Linked DNA regions of Sus scrofa: region 1 is linked to region 2. The links are chromatin contacts, called in public Hi-C maps. All regions are on one chromosome and are shown on one strand. Each heading gives the region's core, a stretch centred on a gene start, on an enhancer-like site or on the middle of the called end of the contact. The rest is flanking DNA. Distances are from core to core; before and after follow the strand shown.

Region 1 (3,523 bases), core at 731-3,230, 260 kb before region 2:
ACCTAGAAGAAAAATTCATTGTTACTTGCTAGGTGTACACCCATTCATGGCTGCAAAGATGTGTTCTTTCATTCTGGAACTGCAGTTGGCAACTTTAAAAAGAAAAAATATCCAGATAATAAATATTTTTGGCTTTGTTGGCTACAGATAATCTCTGTCGCCTGTTTGATTTTTTTTTTAGCAATTCTTTACAAATGTAAGAACCATTCCTACATAAGCCTTGCAAAAATGGGTTGCAAGCCAGATTTTGCCCAGAGGTCATGATTTGCCAACACCTCACCAAGTTTGGATAGGCCAGAGGGTCTCAACCAGGGATGACCTTAACCCCCACAGGACATGTGGTGATGTCTGAAGATAATTTTGACTGTCATGATTGGAAGGGTACAGCTTGCATCCAGTGAGTAGAGGCCAGGGCTGCTGCTAAACATCTTACAATGCATAGGACAACCCCTGCCATAAAGAATATTCTGGTCCAAAATGTCAATACTACATAAATTGAAAACTCTGGCATAGAGGAGTGAGTTTCCTCCTTTGCCAATAATGGGAAAGATTCTAGAGGCCTCTCACAGGGATCTGCAGAGGCCCCAGGGCATGTACCCTTCATAAGACTATTCCCCTGTGGACATAAAATGTATTTTTGTTCTTCAGGAAAACTGAAGCAGTTGCAAATGCCTTGATGAGTTAGGGGACTATCCTGAAATTCAAGGTCACAGGCAAGGAAGTTCTTCTGGGGACAGTGGTGCTGGTGTGTGGATCCAGGTAGCCCTTTGCCCCTGCTCTGCTGCCTTTCACAGCTGGGGGCAGACTGAGACAGAAGTTGTCCTGGAGACAGAAATCACCTGATAAGGTGTCCTGGTGGGTCCTTACTGATCCAGCAGCACAGCATGACTAACAATGAAGCTCAAATCTATACTTTCTGATAGCCCTGCTGCAGACTAAAAACCATTTCAGCTAATTTCAGAATCCATGATATATTTGTGAGTGTGTATGCATGTAATATGTGTTGAGTTTTTTTGTTTGTTTGTTTGCTTTTTAGGGCTGCACCCATGACATATGGAAGTTCCCACGCTAGGGGTTGAATTGGAGCTACGGCTGCTGGCCTATGCCACAGCCACAGCAACAGGGATCTGAGCCATGTCTTGGACCTATACTACAGCTCACGGCAATGCTGGACCCCTAACCCACTGAGCGAGGCCAGGGATCAAACCCATAACCTCATGGATCCTAGTCAGGTTAACCGCTGGGCCACATAGGGAACTCCCGAGAGGCATCTTTATGTATCTAACGATGCTTTAATTAAGCTGATATTCAAATTAGCTTAAATCCTCAGCGTCCCTGGGAGATGCAGCTTATGGAGCAGCAGATGATGGGGGAAAGACAGTCCATGATTAAAACGTCACATGGGATAAATGCCAAAGCAGAGGTCCCACCCTGGGAGAGTTATGAATTGACTGCACCCCTTCTCATCTCCACCCCCTCAATCATTGCTGATGGGCAGAGGGAAACCATTTTCTGCCATCTGGTTTTTGCAAAAGTCAGGCAGTAAGCTCCCTGGGACAGGGATCTTATCTTGTGTAGTTCAAGAATGAGCACATGGCTGTGTACACTCCACAAGCCCTATTAGTACTGAACGCAATCATAAAAATAGCCCAAACGTGGAGATGTGATAACGCCCCACAGTCAGCCTTAGTCATCGTGTCCGAAGGGCAGTGGGTTCCCCAGGCTGGTGCCTTACGTCCTACAGACAAGCACCTTGGCTGATAAGGCGGCGGCCTATTGTAAGACTCACACAGTAGTTCCCAGGATCCTGGAAAAACAGCAGTTCAATCACAACTTTTTTTCCCCTGGTGTTTGACTTTGGCACCGAGTTCTTTTCAAATGAGAACTATGCCAAACATCTTGTCCTAACCCTTCTACTCAGCAAGTATGCGAACAAGCTCTCTGTAGCATGCCAGGCACAGGGTGTGTGTGCAGGGGGAGTTCTGGTGGGAGGCTGCGAGGAGCAGAATGCTTTCTCTGTGGGCAGGAACCGGCTCTGGGCAGCATCTAGAAGCAGGGCAGAATGATCAGTGCCCAGGGCACAGTGAGGCCTGCCCAGCTCAGGCAGCACTGGATGGAGGGTCTGTGCCTCCAGGGCCCCAGGCCAGGCCTGCCTGTGATTTTCGGGGTTGGCAGGCGCTGGTGTTTCCTCCCCCGAGAAAAGTGCGCAGACATTAGGGGAATGTCTCATTGTTGTGGCATCTGGATCTGAATTCTCCTCTGGGACCAGCTAGGAAATAGCTGGAGCCCACAGGAGAAAGCTCACGTATGGAGGGTGTGTTTGCCTATAAATATTCGAATGTGTGTGCAGTCACACATTTGCAGGGTGCTAGGATGGCTATGGGATGGACACAGCGGTCTGTGTCTGGAGGAAGATCTTGCACACTGGATGTCCTAAGGAAGAAGTCCTCCTCCCGAGCAGGTAAATCCTTTCCCTCCTGGGCTCAGGGGGAAGCTGGGCCTGCACCAGGACAGAGAGAAGCTTCCCCAGCACCAGCCATCCCAGTTCCCAGCCAGCTTCTGGGGCTCCAACCCTCTGCACCAAGACCGTCCATCTCCCACTGCAGGAAAGGCATCGTTCTTCATTCCCAGGGCAAATTGTTCCTAGGAAAGAGCAGAATCTTAGAAGGAAATCACATCATCGCGAGGGGAGAGCCAGTTCCTTTGTACTATTTTTCAGGGCTGCCTTTGGAGCCAATAATCTGTCATTCCTTGAATAAACAAGCACCTTATCATATCACAAACATTTATTTAACCCTTTTCTCCTGCACTTTTACCAGCAGGGAGAAGGAAAGCGGTTAGCAGGGCGGCCGGAGCCCTGTGGCAGAAATGCCAAATTCCCTGAACGTTACACCCAATCTGTAAAGTGTCAGCCAGCCCTTCTCTCTGTCTTCATAAAACGCTGGAGCCGGTCACCCAGACTCACGGTCCGCATTCCCACTACTCTTCCCATCCCCCCCCCAACCCCTGTCCATTAATACCCCTCACCCTTTTGCAGACAGGCCCTTAATTCCATCCAAATGGAGTCTGGACTAATTTGTTAGGTTCTTTAGGGGGTTGGTGAGGGAAATAGAAGCGGGGGCCTGGGGGGAGCAGGCAAGGGAGTATTTACATTTCTCCTTTGCATGACAGTCCGAGTGATGGACAGAGCTGGGGAGACCAGCATTTTTTAATGTGTGTGTGATTTTTTAAAAGGGATATTCTTTGGCTCTGACATCACCAGAAAATGGAATGAGCAAAGTATGTAAATTTCTCCAAGCTCCCACAATATCCATTTTCTCTCAGTGGATGGATTTTATTTTCTTTTCTGGTGTTGCTCCCACACAATGGGGCCAAATCTTGTTCAGGACAAAGAAACATATAAATAGAACATGCATGTGGTATGCAAGGGAACTCTTGGAGAAAGACTGTGTGGAAAGGCGTCTGGGGCTGCCAGGGGGAGCCATGGGGTCTCGGCCAAAGGGCTTGACAGGCAGATGTCTGC
Region 2 (3,334 bases), core at 161-2,660:
AAGGGAAGGAATTCACTGTACAGAAGACAAAAAAAAAAACCCTTTTTATTTTTAAAACTCTGGTGAAACAGGTTTCCATATGACATCCCATTAAAAAAAAAAAATTAACGTAAACCAACCTGCTTGTGGGTTAGTCACACTATAAAGACGTCATCATAGTGTGTACAGATGCCTAGAGTATTTACAAATGTTATCTGTTAGGTAGTAAAGTTTTGTTGCCATTTTTCCAGCACATGTTCCACAGTAAAATAAAGGGGAGATCCTGGTGTTCTTGTACAAAATTCTTAACAAATGGATAAAGGCAATTTACCTGAGAGAAGATTTGTTCTTGAAATATTTTTCTTTTCACCATTGGAAATATAAAAATGGGATGTAGTTGTAAAAGAAGCATAAGAATGTCTAAGTTTACATTTTTTTCTTTTAAATTATTTAAGTACCATTAAGTTAAAATGTCTACATTCATTATAAAAAATGTTGTTAAATCTTATGCAAATGATTTAACACTGATTGCTGCAACGCAAATTGCACTTTTTAAAAAAATTATTGTATACATGGAAGAAAAATATCTTGTTTGCTACCCTGTTTACAAATTCAGACTGACTTCGGGTCAGTCACACAATGTGAACTTGGAAAAAACGTCAGTCACAGTGTATGTTACAGTTACGGTGCAGTCCTGCAAACTGGGTGATACTTTTGACAAGAGCGCTCTTGAACCGACTCAGCCTCCAGAGGTGTGTACCAAACGAATGGTCTTCTCCATAAACGCACGTGGAATCTGGGGCATGGAAAAGGTACGGAGAAATTCGGGAATAACCAAAGCTGATCAGAAGAAGCACATGATTTGGGGCAATACGCATAAAACCCTTGTTTTAAAAATCTCTCTCAATATTCCTTAGCGGGCATGGCCCCGGTCTTAGTCCCGGTTTCTGGAAGTGGCACGCTGGACATCTCTGGTCCACCCAGAGGCAGGCTGCCTGCAAGTGGCCGTGGCTGTGGCCGGGGAGGTGGCGGCATACTGTGGACGCCACGGCGGCCCTCCCCGGGGATGAGTTCCATCTTCTCTCTGGGTCTCCAAGACGGGGCCTGGGTGGTAAGACAGAGCGAGCCTCTTGGGAGATTCTTCTCTTTCAAATAAAGGCACAGAAATCATGTGTCAGAGGAAAATGTCCCATCAGCATCCTCGGCCCAGTCTGGACTGCATGACAAGGAGATCGGTGAAGGTCATGGGGGCCTCGGTGGCCTCCCGCTCCCCGAGGCCGGCTCAGGCCAGGGCCAGGGCGCACCAGGAATCCTGTCTCACCGAGGAGGTGACTTCAGCCGGCGAGGCCAGGCTGACACCTATGTACAGCCCGTCTTGACCTGAGTATTTGAGCTCGCTGTTCTCGGGATTAGCGCTCTCCCCCGTGCCAGACATCACCGAGGCGCCTGCCTGGTGGAAGAGGGGGATGGAGAGAAGGGAAGAGACAGTTACCATAAATGTGTCATTTGGCTCCCCTAGGTAAACACATGGGCACAAGTGCGCCGATGGTGAGGCCAGCAGAGTTGCTCGCCAGGTGCTGTGGTAACACGGTCCTAACACTGGCGGGTTCAGCTCTCAGAAAACACCTCCTGTTCACATCATTCACTCAGGGTAGGAACCACCCGGCAAGACGAGCAGTTGGACAAGGGTAGGAAAGGAGAACTGGAGGAAACCCATTTGCACAAAGTGCCAAACTCTCAGATCTGACACTGAAACCACACCACGTAGGTAAACAGGCCTTAAGGATGCCCACACAATCTAATCATTGCAAGAGAAAATGCAGAACACCACACATACACACACACACACACACACACACACACACACAGCAGAACCACTGGGCTCAGCCGTTCTATCAAAGTCTAAGAAGGAAAGATACACAGTTCAGCAAGGCCTGATAAATGAAATTTTTGAGCACTGACTTCATGGAAAATTAACCCATGCATACATGGACTTTAATTCGTTCCAAGAAGAATGGGCCATGTTTGAAGCAGACCACATGATAAAGAAAATGCTAATATCCCCTATCTGTCATAATCGTGGCAATTATTTCTTAACGCAAAGGTCACCTTTCTCTTGTTTCATTTATTCCTTCCATCCATCCAAATAAGCAAGACCAAAAAGCAAACATGATATAATTTAGTAGAATCAAACCAAAATAACTAAAATCATGTTTAGACTACGATTTGAGAAAACAGTTGCACTTGACTTTTTTTTTTTAAATCTAGCCATAATCACAAATTGTAATCATGCTTTTTTTTCCTTCTACAAGCTCTGAAGCCAATTATTTCTTCCCAGCTTTCAGGGTTCCATTCCATAAACTACCAGACACTTGTTTTTTGATGCAGGTAGAACATTTTGAACTTTTCAAAGCATTCCTTTTTTACATACACAATCCCATGAAATCCTTAAAACATCCAGCTGTCTGGCCAAATTGATGTTACATCCACTTCAGAGAAACACTGGGCACCAGACACAGAGCAAGGCGAATGGAAGGTTCCCAGAGCCCCCGTGGCTCCGCTTGGGGTCCTGGAAGTAAACGTGGCCCTACCCATTCCCAGAGAAGATCTGGTTTTCTCTCTAATCCTCACAATAACCGTGTTTGTCTGGGAGACAGGATTTCAGGAGCTCTGACCATGGAACTCGTGTCTGCCCCACCCCAACTTCCTGCCAGCTGGACAGACCAAATCTGGTCACTCCACAGGTGACCAATCCTCCCACTTCCCAGCAAAAATGAAAGGTTTGTGAAAATCCCATGACAACAGTGCCCATCTCCCCCTGCCAACTCACACCTCCTTTTACATAACACAAACTTAAAGACACATCGAGGCTCTGGGTGCCTAAAAAGCAAGTTTCACAAGCTCATTGACTTGTCTAAAATTTAAAATCGATCCTTGTGAAAATTCTGAAACTGATGAACTGATCCCGTCCCACTAAAGCTATGAATTTCATTACAGGTGGTGATTACATTTAGCTCAGAACCACTGCTATAAGCAAACTCAGCATGGGTCTTTTTTGGGGCGGGAGGCAGAAGTTCGAGGGCCAGGGAGTGAATGTACCCCATGGCAGTGACCTGAGCCACAGCAGTGACAACACCAGATCCTTAAACTGCCGAGCCTCCAGGGAACTCTAGCATGGATCTAGATTTAACTCCCAAAGAAATAAACAAAAGGATAATATTCCATTAGAAAGAGTCTTTCAGAAAAGAGTGACAGAGTGAGCTCCCTTAAAACTGCTGCTTCACACCAGCCATCTATTCATCTACCTACTTCCAGTAAAAAGCACATCTGCATTTATCTGACTAAATTGGACTTT

Evidence for each region. Hi-C and Micro-C count contacts between places; a contact is called where the count stands out from the background.
Region 1: a Hi-C map of fetal heart ventricle shows a contact between it and region 2, with 5 times the contacts expected there. The contact joins two enhancer-like sites. A contact is called at or near these places in 2 of 47 Hi-C or Micro-C datasets (fetal heart ventricle and omental adipose tissue).

Annotation. Positions count from the first base shown.
Region 1 is chr6:107,575,263-107,578,785 of Sscrofa11.1, reverse strand. No RefSeq gene overlaps it. Among named protein-coding and RNA genes, the nearest start is that of GATA6, 290 kb to the right of the region's middle. Within about 2 kb of position 1,980, at least 21 of the 83 cell types and tissues checked have an H3K27ac peak or open chromatin away from gene starts, as enhancers often do. A contact at or near this core is called in omental adipose tissue, where this site is marked.
Region 2 is chr6:107,311,322-107,314,655 of Sscrofa11.1, reverse strand. GATA6 (GATA binding protein 6) reads right to left here. Exons shown (of 6, transcript NM_214328.2): 6 at 12-1,429. The coding sequence ends at 1,262. Among named protein-coding and RNA genes, the nearest start is that of GATA6, 29 kb to the right of the region's middle. Within about 2 kb of position 1,410, at least 5 of the 83 cell types and tissues checked have an H3K27ac peak or open chromatin away from gene starts, as enhancers often do. A contact at or near this core is called in omental adipose tissue, where this site is marked.